Regions from separate parts of the Columba livia genome. Here region 2 is linked to region 1. Evidence: chromatin contacts called from public Hi-C data. All regions are on one chromosome and are shown on one strand. Each heading gives the region's core, a stretch centred on a gene start, on an enhancer-like site or on the middle of the called end of the contact. The rest is flanking DNA. Distances are from core to core; before and after follow the strand shown. Region 1 holds the start of CREB3L2 (cAMP responsive element binding protein 3 like 2). Region 2 overlaps CREB3L2 (cAMP responsive element binding protein 3 like 2).

What was found. A called contact is a pair of places that touch in the nucleus more often than the background predicts.
Region 2: a contact with region 1 is called in a Hi-C map of crop, with 4 times the contacts expected there. The contact joins the enhancer-like site here to the promoter of CREB3L2 in region 1. A contact is called at or near these places in 2 of 2 Hi-C or Micro-C datasets (crop and liver).

The regions. Positions count from the first base shown.
Region 1 is chr1:151,123,653-151,129,584 of bColLiv1.pat.W.v2, reverse strand. It overlaps CREB3L2 (cAMP responsive element binding protein 3 like 2), which reads right to left and starts at 2,239. Exons shown (of 12, transcript XM_065038742.1): 1 at 1,909-2,239. The coding sequence starts at 2,016.
Region 2 is chr1:151,189,976-151,196,358 of bColLiv1.pat.W.v2, reverse strand. CREB3L2 (cAMP responsive element binding protein 3 like 2) reads right to left here. Exons shown (of 12, transcript XM_065038742.1): 6 at 6,294-6,383; 7 at 4,522-4,580; 8 at 3,102-3,170. Among named protein-coding and RNA genes, the nearest start is that of DGKI, 24 kb to the left of the region's middle. Within about 2 kb of position 5,083, at least 1 of the 3 cell types and tissues checked has an H3K27ac peak away from gene starts, as active enhancers do.

The sequences.
Region 1 (5,932 bases), core at 990-3,489:
AACACACATCACCGTAGCATTTGAAGTTCAAAATCCCCAATAAAACTTGAAAACAACAGAGGGAAAAGCACCACATTTCCATCCACCAGACAGCCAGGATGTTTTGTCTGTCAAGTTACACATAAAACCAAGCCTCAGGCTTGCTGAAATATGACAGAAACCACACATATCTGTGTCACTAAAGCCACAAGTTCTAGCCCAAGTGCAAGATTGCCTTCAGTGAATTAATTAAAAACATATGAGAAAACTGAAGAAGAAAAAAGTTACAAGTGGCAACTTCATTCTCATCACGAGGATCCAAACAAAGTAGGAGGAAGTATCCCAGTACCACTGTAAAATCTGAGTAGGAGCACTGTCTGAAGAGACTATCATTTCATTCACAACATTCTTCTTGTTGAAGAAAAAAACCCCAAAACCAAGAAAACAGCTGTCTGAAGGAAGAGCTTTCCATTGTTAAGTGTTCCAGCTGGCTCTTCCAAAGAAAAAAAACAACCCACCACAGCATCTGATTGCTCTTCCCCAGATCTATCAGAAGATACACGTTGCGCAAGAACACCCAAGACTTTTCAAAGACAAAGCAGCCAAACAACATTTAAAGAAAGTCTTGTTGTTTTTTAAAAAAAACTTCCTGCTGAAGCCAGGTTTTGCAGCTTATCACGGACATGATCCCGGATCAGTAAGGCCACAGTGTACCGCACGCAACAAATAAAATTATCTTTGTTTGCCTTTCAAGACCAACACCAGGATCTCCACGGAGCACCAGCATGCTGCCCAGCCACACATCGCGCTGCGGGATCAGCTCTGCTCTCGGTGGGGTGACTGTACTTGCACATCACTCTCCAAGGTGCCAGAAAGAAACGCGGAGGTCCCACGGGCACCGACCACGCGACACGCCAGCCACTGTCACCGTATTAAACAGGGTTCTCCCTTGGGGCCCACGCTGGAGACTACTCTGTGCTTTGCACCAGCTGTGGACTAGAGGAGTCTCTCGTGCACGCCATCCCAAAGCGCTCCAGCTCTCTTCCACTTAGGATTTGCACCTACGTGAGTTTATAAAGTTTTATCTCTGTGCTTGCAAAAAGCCTCCACATTAACAGAGAAACAAAAGATGTAGTTCCTTGAGATTGTCCTAACTATGCATTTTGCACAAGTGAAAGTATGAGGATTCCAATTAAAAATAAAGTCAAAACTAAAGGCTATTCAAGCAAGCATTTAACCAACATGTTTAAGAGACATCTACAGGATAGTTAACTTTTCTGACACTGGCATGATGACAAACGACCAGGTTCCAGGGAGTCCCTCGGGCCACGATGTCCATCCCGGGACAATCCAGGCCCTTTGGTCATCTCCTTCCTGTCCTGCGCCGGGGGACACCGCGGAGCGGGAGGGTGTTCGAGGAGGACACCCGGCCGGCTTCCCCTGACGGCACCCCCGGGGGAAGAGAGGAAGGGGGAGCCCCGGCCGGGAGAAGGGGACAGAGGCGACGCCCAGGCTGGGCTCCCGGCCTGCGCAGGGGTACGGGGGCAGCAGGCCGAGCGGGACCCCAACTGCCAGAAGCCGCCAGCGGCTGCGCCCGGGCGCGGAGGAAGTTGTGACACGACGGCGCAGACGGGGCGAGACACGGTCCCAGCGCCGGCCCGAAGACACCCCGCTCCCCCGAGGGCACCCGGCCCCGCGGAGGGGCGGCGGGCGAGCACCTGTTGGCCGAAGGCCTCCACCCGCCCAGCACCGACCCCCGCCCCAAGGGGGAAGCCGAGAACGCCTGGCACAATCCCTGCCACGGCGCCCCGAGACGCGGCCGCCCACGGGGGGCGTCTCAGCCATCCCATCCCCGCCCTCCCGGCGGCTCCGGCCGGGCACCGGCCCCCAGGAGGCCCCTCCAACGGCTGCGCCCCCGCCGCTCCTCACCGTGTGGCACAGCAGGGTGTCGGGGTCGGCGGGCTCGCACAGCTCGCTCAGCTTGCGGTCCCAGTGCAGCAGCGGCTGCTGCTCCCCGCCGCTCTCGCACACTTCCATGGCGGCCGCAACCAACGGGGCAGCCCCGCCGGCCAACCCACCGCCTCCCTGCCTGCCCCTGCGCACCCGCGGCGGCCGGCTCACGCCGCGCCGTCCGCTCCCATGGGCCGCGGAGCCGCCCGCCGGTCGCTCCCCGCCTCGCTACCGGGCTGAGGCCGCGTCCCCGCCGCCAGCGGGAGTGTGCGGACACCGCGCCGGGCGGGCCACCCCCGCCAGCTGCGCGCCGCGCCCCCACCGCCCCGCGGCCGCGCCACGCCCCCGCAGCCGAGGCCGCCAATCGGCACTCCCCGCACGGCTCCAGCTGTGGAATGTGGGCGGGGACCCTCCGGGCGCGTCACGGCGTGGGGGGAGATCCCCGTGCCCCGCGTGGCCAATGGAACGCCGGGGGCGCCGGGAGCGACGGGCTCGTCAGCCAACGCGGCAGCGACAAGACTGCAGCCGCCGCTCGCCGCCCCGCCCCCGTGGCGACGGCTGTGTGAGGGCGGGGGGCTGCGGGACGGGACGGGGCGCGGAGCGGCGCCTGGCGGCCCGCACAGCTGCCTGTGCGGCCTCCCGGAGCGGTACCAGCCCCGCCGGCTCAGCGGTAACCGTCCGGGACAGCCCCCGGGCCCCCGCCGTCCCCTCACCCCAGCGCTGCCGCTGCGGGGCTCACACGGTTTGAAGCTACCAACCCCTTGGTCCTGTGGTTTAATTAAAGAGGAAGCACGAAAATCAGACAACACTCACGGTTTGCTGGACTGAGCTCAGCTGACCTGCTCTATAGAGAAGAGATGTGTCAGAACGTACTTTGTAGAAAACAGCTACTTTAGGATAAACTGCATTTTAAAACTCTGCATGGCCACAGCATTCGCAGCAATGAATTCTCTGTTGACTGACACCACTCCCAGAGGGCTCATCAACCAGCAGTAAAAATAATCCTAGTCAATGGGAAATTCTGGTATTTTAAGACTTCCTTTCATGCCAAGCCGGGACAACGTTGACATTTCATTGTTCTTTAAAAACGAAATAAGCCAAATCTTTATGATTTAAGAAACTGGGCATTCTTCCATGTTTCCTTTCAGCTCCTGGAAGCTAATCAAGGGATTTTGCTGTGGGTCAGCTCAACACTAATTGGCATTTCCACACTGCGTCGTGCCTGCATTTTAACTGGATATCCTGATGCGTTCCTCTCTTCCAGAGCTCCCCTTGACGCTGCATCTCTCATGGCATGCTGCTTCCACTCACCCACAGAGCCAACGCTTGTGCCGTGTCAGCAATACAGTCCTCGGGAAGGAGAGCCTAGACTAGCCCTCCGAGGAAAACAAAGTCACAGGAACTTCCCAGCACCCATCAGTCACAGCAGAAACAAAAAGTGGAAAAATATTCATAACCTTGTCAGTGTTGTCCCTTTAAGACCTTTTGTTTGGTTTTTTTTTTTGATTAAAAAAAAAAATAGTGTAACAAAAGCTACATTGTTTGATGAAGAATATGAAGGGAAAATCCATAACCGCCCTAAACAAAGATCTCCTGCAAAGATGAGTTATTTGTGAAAGAAATCAGTCCAGTATATGCCCTCAGCAGCTCAGAAAACAGCTCAGGCCAAATTACTAGCACCTGAATTGTTAGCTACCACTTTGGCAAGCCTGACCAGAGGTACAAACTTTGAAACTTCTTGTGTCCTGGCAGTGTCAGGCACTGTTGTCAAAGCAATTACATTGTGCCAGTCCCAAGATGCAGATTGTGAAACTTGTAAAGGTCAGTTCCTTATCCCGAAACATCCCTGTTTTCATTGGATGTGTTCTTTCAAAGCTTTTGCTGCCTTGTGATAATCCGTTTAACAAAAGGCTCTCCATCACTCTGTTGGCTGACATTAGATCCTGCTAAAATCACTGCTGTGACTAGAGAATTTCTTTGGGCTGGAGCACTAAATTAGTGTTTTGCCCATGTGAGAAGCCTGAAGGGAGAGCCATCTTTGCCTTGTAAGCCAACAAAATAAAAGCCAGCTTAAAAGAAGAAAAAAGGTGATGACTAGGTGACTGCAACTTTGTTTTTTTTAAATACTGAGGATGAGTGTCTCCTAAGGACTACTATTTGACCAACAGTACTGGACTGAACTTTTTCATCCTAACACATTTCTCAGGAAGAAATACTGAGTTAGGAAACAAGTTGCACAGTACATACTTCTGTCATTCTCCCTTGGGTAAAGCACTGATGGGAAACTAGGCACACCAAGTGAACAGCGTGCTGCTTTTCCCAATGGTTTCCACTCTTCTTGCATCACATAAAACTGTCTCCCTCTCCCCTCTACACTTCCCCAGGGCTCTCTTGTAACATTGGTACTGAGGCATAGCTGCTGCTGTGTTACACAGCACCGCTGAGTGTTCATAAGCATCTTGGAAGATCTCTTTGGCAACTGAAATACTTTCATACACAGACTATCCACTTCTGGGGCTATTCACCAATACAAAACATGACATTGGCAACCAGTGACTAGATACTGGTAACTGGGCATCCTGCCAGGTTCCTGCTATATTATTAAAATTAATGTCTAAGGCTACAACTCATTTTTGAGCTTCAACATTCTTAAAACAATTACCTGAAATTTTGTAAGGAAATATGACCAATTCACCCTGTATGGTGGCAACTAACAGCATACAGACCACACAGAAGTTTTCGTGCTGCATCACCAGTTATTCTTGGGAAAATAAATCTGTATTAACAAGTTTCTGCTAAAAATTGGCAGCACATATAGGGCACCAAGAAAGAAAATACAAAAGTGGAGGAAATTAATCCTTTCCAGAGAATATTAATTATTCAGTGTCCTGATACAACACTTAGGATAGCAGTCTAATGTGTCATGTGTTGCTGGTTACAAACTGACACTACACCAGAAATCAGGCACTCTGGAAAGCACCACAAAACCAGCAAGAACATTACACAGACACAACTATCCTCCTAATTTTTGCCTGTATTGCTTGGAGGATTTTTAATTGTAGATTTCAATAGTTACTAACACGCTGAAAATAAAGGCTCTTTATCCATAAATTTCCTCTTCAAACAGCTTTAGTAGTATTTTTAAGTTCCAACACATCTAATTCTGAGAGCATTTTAATTTCTTCTGTTGCATAGGAACATTTCCTTACAACAGACTTCTGAACTGCATTTGGACTCACTTTCTGGTACAGGGGGACAGTGCAAAACTTGACCAACAATCTACAAGATGATAAAAAGGTGGGGGTTTATTGTCTGCAGAGATAGGACCAAGGGGAGAGGAGAGGAGAGCTCAGCTTTCGTTTACTGAGCATTCTGTCACCTTTCTGCAAGCAGCAAAAAGCCCACACAGAAAAAAAATATAGAAAACCCCCACAAAAAAACCACAACAAACTAGCTAAGAAAGAGGAGGCTGTTAAGGCAGAGCTCCAAACAAACACCACTTTAAGCATCAAAGAAAAGCAGGTCTCAATAATACAAGCCTAATAATGTCACAAAATGACAGGCAAAGGAAAGGTGCTCTGTTTTCCTTGCAGATCCGGGTTACAGAAGCCACAACTCCTGCAACCGCATCATTACTCAGTTCTCGATCAGGTCAGTTGCACAAAGGCTCATTAAATATTTACAAGTGACATTTTTCTAACTTGTGACAACCAGGATCAAGATAACTATCTGTTTTCTACAGCCATTCTGTTCAACTAAGTTTGAAAAGTCAACCAGCAAGAAAAGAACAAATAGCAACAGAGCCTACAGGATAACAATTGCTAGGGTTTTGACCAGCTACAAATGAAAAATGTTACCTCTTGAAAGCCAAAGAAAATGGCCACAGCTAGGTTTCTTCAACAAATGTAACACCTCTCCAAAAGTACAGGGCACAAACTTCAGGACTAAGAACACAAAGGATGACTAAGCAATCAGTTTCTAATCACAGTAGTTGCTGGAGATT
Region 2 (6,383 bases), core at 3,834-6,333, 64 kb before region 1:
CTCTGTTCACCACAACTATTTGGGCCCAGCCACCCATTCCTCTCACACCCTGTGCTTTTTGAGACAGTAGCACCCCACATATTCAGATGCTACTGAAACCAATGAGAGCCTGGCACATTTGTGCCTATAGGACACATACTCATGTAATAATGTGCTTCCTTAGTTTTGAGAAACCTGCTTAGAAAGGAACTTGGATGCGTTTCTTTTAAGGGACTGAGTCACATAAATTAGGAGAGGAAACATATGCTAGTGTTCTAATACTAAAGATGCCAAAAATGCTGCAGTCACCCACTAAGAGTAATGAGAATTAAAAACTCCCCTGTATCCTGATCTCCAGACTCCTGCCTTGCATTTTAAGATGCATAAATGTCAAGGGAGATGCTTCTGGATGCAAAGAACTTGACCACATCTGCATCTTTTACATTACATATTTTCAGATCCAGAATTTCAGGCAAAGGCAGGCCCTTGGGGAAGATTCTTCTAAATTTGTTCATGTTACTGAGAATAATGTAGGAACATTTTTACCACAAGAAATTCTACTGTTTCCATGGTTTGGAGCCAGATTTTTAAATGCAAGGAGGGTTTCCCTAAAGCCTTAGGTATGTATCTGTGCAAAATGTGTTCTATATATAGAATAACATGCTCTAAAAAACTGATTGCACCTACTGAAAAGAAACTCTGCTGTACAACAGTTGTGTTTTGGAAATTGCCCTTCAGTTCTTCTCAATTCTAGCCAGACTATAAAAACATGATACTGACTAACAGCACATACATGTGCATGAACTGTTAGCTAAGCAGCGATAGCCCAATTTTCCAACAAGGTAAAAACCCAAGTTTGCCTTCATCCACACTTAATGCATCAACATTTTTACAGGTAATCACTGCTCTTATTTTCCTGTTATCTTTCTTGCACTCTTAGAATTTTTCACAATGAGAAAACAGCTCTGATGTTTGTAGGTCTATTTTTAGAGAAGACCTTCAACAACATCTTCAGTTTTTACTGCTTTGAACACCCCAAGTTAAAGTCAATTGGGGCTCTGCTTTGGGCATATTAAGTAAGGTACATGTGTGTATAACTGTGTGCTAGGGATTTTGAGAAATAAAGTCCTAAACATTTAAATTTGGATATCCAAAAATAAACTGACACTGCATAATTTTGACCATCACTGCTTTGAACTTTGATTCCTGACTGTACACAGGAGATGGAAGTACCAGCTGTAGGATGCCGTGAAGACAATTTCTGAAACATTTGGTCCGTTTCTGGATGCCATATCAAGGCTCTGTGCAAATACCACTGAGAAAACCAGACATTCTCAATACACCATATGAAATGGATAATGTACATTAAACAAAGTCCTGGAGACATTCTCTGAATGAGACAGTTGCACAATTATACAATAAATAAGAAAAGCGGCTCTTTGGGGCTAAGGTGAAAAAAACCCATAATGTGGTATGTTATGTAACTCAGGCTTGATGAAAACAGGCACTTTCAGAAATTTCTCAGTACTTCAATTTGAAGCCTTAACAGAGTTTAGGTACAGTTTGTATCTAAATAGCCAAAACAGCATCACCATGAATTGCAAGAATTTCTGTGCAGAGGGTCAGGAACATCTGCTTCTCTGCAGGAGATTACAAATCAATATCAATGCTATTGCAGTGGGAAGAAAACAAGGCAACTCATCCCACATGCGCAAAGTATGAAGGATTCAGAGATAATATCAGTTCACTAAATATTTTTAGAACATTTAGCATGCGAGAATTGAGATCATCAAATAATAAAGAGGATGCTAAAGGTCCTGTCTAAAAGAACAGACAATACCAATAAACCTGTTCTCATGATCGCATCCACAGTAACTCCAAGATGGAAAAAGCTGGCTAAGTTTATATGAACTGGGGAGAACAACTCTAGGCTTGACAACTTCTTGTCCCTGAGTAGCTCATCCACAGCTGCACCTTTCCTTAGAGCAGCTGGCTTCAGCACCTCCTGGGACAGATCCTGGGAAAGAAAATCCTACTCCACACCTACAGAACGATTCCTGGTTCTTTTATGCAAAAGCCCTGGAGGAAGCTACAGGAGGCACAGAAATGGCTTGGCTCTCTTCAAACAAGCAGCAGATGTCTTTATGCATGAGCAGTGTGTGGGAGACTCTCCAGCAAATTGCAGTGCTACAGGGTCTGGCTCCACGAAATTAGAGATTGGATCCGGAGATTAGAAACAACACATGTCACTCAATTAGCAATACATTGGCTGCCAGAAAAGCTCTAGGGCCATTTTTCGTGATCGTGGGTCTTATCTTCAAAACCCAGCCTCCTCCCACACTTCAGTGCTACCATCATGTTCAATGCTAATATTCAACCATCACGACAAATGCCTCTAACTAGAAGGTGTTAACAGTGGACTTATCTAGTACCTACTCATTGGAATTTGCCATCATTTGAGAACACTCGGAGCATGATCCATGATGGACATTTTTAAATGCAACTCCACTCTCAGTTAACATTAGATTAAAAGCTTAGCTATCAAACATTTTCTGCCATGTGTCCTTTGAGAAAGCCAGCACTGAGGCACCCACTTCTTCGGAAATGAAGAAACATGAAGTTGATTTTTTCCCTCTAAATGAAGGAAATCCTGGGGTGTGAGGTGGTTAGAAGGGTGCACAATAATTGCAATGACATGTTAGTTCAGAAGGAATTAATAATGACTCTTCAGTGCTATAATTTCTGGATGTCTCATGTTCCAGGTCAAGGTCTCCTGTCAAAACAGTCTTTCACTAAATAAAGACAATCTGGAGAGTTGGGCTGTAGTTTTTAGTTTGCTATGTGTCACTAATCATGTTTCCTTGTGCAGTGGAAGAGCACAAATAAGAGTACTAGAAGATTTTCCAAGCACACCACAGGCTAGGGAGATAATATAAGACCTCATCAAAGCCTCTATGTGTTACATCACACTGCAGTCACAATAACTGGCCTTCTTCATCTTTCTTTGACAATAACCAGACCAGATACAGCTATCACACTTCAAGCAATCTCTTAACTTTCAGATTTTCATTTTTCACTGTAATATCATGCTACAGTTTTGTTTTATTCCCTTCATACATTACCTGTTGGTATTCTCCAGGACTTCAACCTTCTTACGCAGCTCACTATTTTCATTTGAACAAGTTTCAACTCTGGAGATAGCACAAGAAAAGAAAGAGGAATGTAAAAAATCAATCATTTATTAAACTTGCTTTCACAGAGATGTCTGTGGTCTTGCCTACACTTAATGAAAAGTTATACCAATGAGCTTTAGTCATAATCTTTAATCATACTTCATGGTGTAAAAGATATTGCAAAAGACACTACTCCCTGTGGAGCACCTGCTTACAGTGCTCAACTACACCCCAGCAGGTGTGGCTCACTCAGGGTGGGCTGTAACTACTTTTTGCCTCTTGAAACAGCAACAGCAAAGACCCTGCTCAGACTTTCTCTGTGCATCAGGCCATGGGACAGATACTTTTAAAGTTACAGAACATGCTGTATTTATGTCGCTAGCAAGTATTTTGTGCAAAGGTTTTCAATGTCTGCATTTCATTACTAGTATGAGGCACCAAGAAATCTAGCGAATGCTATGCTTCTGAAATCAGAACCTCGAATTTCAGGTGTGAAGAGTATTCATTTCCAAGAGAGTGATCACTTCCACACTGCTCCTGGAAACCCCCTAAACTAAAGTTGGTTATCATATGGCATGCCACATAAGAGGCCCAAGTAAAAATATAGGGCTCCTAAAAAGACAAACATGACCAGCTGTAATAGCTTCTAGAAGGAAAAAGGTAAAGGGAAATAGCTTTGGTATCTGTATGTATATGGTGGACTTTCACCAGAGCAACTCTGAGAAAGCAAGACTCATCCATAAAGAGATAAGAAGAAAAAAAAGGAAATTACATGAAGGATATCACCAAAGATGGTGCAAGACATTTAACAGATCCATCTGGTGAAATACATAAGAGAAATACTGGAATACTTGTCTGTTGGAATAAAGATTAACTTGGGATATAAATCACTAACTGGGAGTTTGGCTCCTTCCCTCTAAAGGAAATCAATGGGTCACATGCTGTTTTCCTGAGTCCTGCTTATTTTCCTAGGCAGTCTTGACTCACCCACTCCCTATTTCTGTCTCCATCTGCACTAGAAGACAGAATATGTTTGCTCTGAATCCACCTTTCCCTGGACGTTGCCTACACACAAAGCTAACAGACTTGCATGAGGGGGAGGCTGACAGCAGATGGGTTTTGCCTTATTTAAGGTTTGAAATCTCTGTTGGCACGTTAGCGACGTGCTGGAGGTAGACACAGCTATGTATGCAGCACCCCAGCGCACGTACAAGCAGAAACCAGGAGAAAGGCCTTTTCTCAGACACAACCACGAGATGGCAGCTGGCACTCTGTGCACAAAACAGTCCCAGCATCAACAGTTGGATCCCTTCCCAGTCCAGCAACCAGTGCTATTGGCCCGCTTGAAACAGGAAGGAGGCTGGCTTACTTCTTTTCCAGGCTGTCCATGTATTCTTTCTTTTTTCTTCTGCTTTCCTGGGCAGAGATCTAAGGAAAAAGGAAGAAAAACACCAAATATTTGGATAGGGAAAAAAAAAAAAAATCAACTAATAAACTGGTAAAAAGCCCTGATGTTATTAGATTCAAGTCTCTGTGCTGTTCTCACTTCTATTCCTGGTAAGCAAAGCACTGACTTGGTCTGTTTTCACATCCTGAAGCAAGACTGCTCCTCTCAGTAGTAGGAAAAAGATCATTCCTTGCTCTTACCAAATAACCTTAAAGTAAATCAGTTTTATCTGGAAAGAATAGCCTAGGACAAACACTAAAAGGTGATCTCAGGACAATGTCCTGTATCTGGCAGAGGAAAAACCCATCCATGTGCTAGACAGCAGCTTTGTAGAAAAAGACTTGCATGTCTTGATGAACAACAAGTCAGACATAGGTCAGCAATATGCCCCTGTAGCAAAGGTGGTCAACTAGATCGGAGTCTACACTAACAAGAGTGTAGTTAGCAGGTTGAGAGAAATGGTTCTTTCCCTCTATTCAGTGCCTGCAAGACTATAGTTGAGTACAATGTACAGTTTGTAGCTCTGAAGTAATTTTGGATGTACAGAAGCAAGCCCAGAGGAGGACCACTGCTATAATAAGCATGCTGGAGCACATGACACATCAGGAAAGGCAGAGAAAGCCAGGTTTGCTCAGCTTTGAGCAGAGAAGGCTAAGGAAGGAATTCTATTGCTATCTTCTACTATCTTGTGTAGCAAAGGTGATGTCAGAGTCTTCTCAGAAGCTTACAGCAAAATGGTAAGAGGCATCAAATACAAGTTGCAACACAGGAAATTCCAATTAGGCATTAAGAATTCTATCTATTTTCTTTTACCACAAGAGTGGCCTGATATGGGAACAGGTTGCCCAGAGATGCTGGGGATTCATCACCCTCTGAGACAGTAAAATGTGACTGGACAAGTCCCTGAACAACTTGCTCCAAGTTGACCCTGCTTTCAAAGCAAAGGGTTGGACCAAAGGATCCAGAGATACTTTCCAATATAAATTACTATGATTATAAGAAAGTGGTACATTAAATGCACAAAGTCACTTCCAAAAATCTTGAAAAAATATACTACAAGACCAAATTCCAATTTAGTGTGGGCAAATTTACTCCAGTGTCTGCAAAACCAATAACAGAATGCATTAACCTTCAAAGATGTGCTAATATCCTCTAGAACAAGTGAGCTGGTCAGGTCTGAAAAAAAAAATGCTTTCCTCCCTATCACTAGGTTCTTCCCTATGTTGGAAGAAAGTAAAGACTCATAAGGTACTTCACAGCCTTGGTATCAACCATTCATTTAAAGGTCATGGAATTCAGTGATCAAAAGACAAAGGCACTGAAATACACAGTCATATTTTAAAACATGAATCAATGGAAAATAACACCTTAATCAGCACAGAAAGAATACAGAGGTCTTCGCTTACCATAAGGGTGGGATTGTACTATTTTTAAAATGGAGCCAAGCAACAGCAATTTGATACCCTGCTTGCTAAATACTCTATTGTTCATGTGTTCAGGTAAATACCCAGACAGAAGCACACTGCCACAGTGACAGATAATTTGATGGATGTGTTTAGGAACAAAGAAAAACACTTTATTAAAAGACAACTTAAATCATTCAACAATACCACAGAGCATTACTGCATAATTGTTGCAGGACTTTTTAAATGAAGGATGAGCTGGAATTCCTACCGAAGCCAACTAACATTTACCTTGTTCTTTATTTTCCTGCGGATTTTCTTCAGCACTTTCTCCTCTGCTTTTGTCAGAGGCAGTTTGGTAGGGATTGGATACCCCTCTGC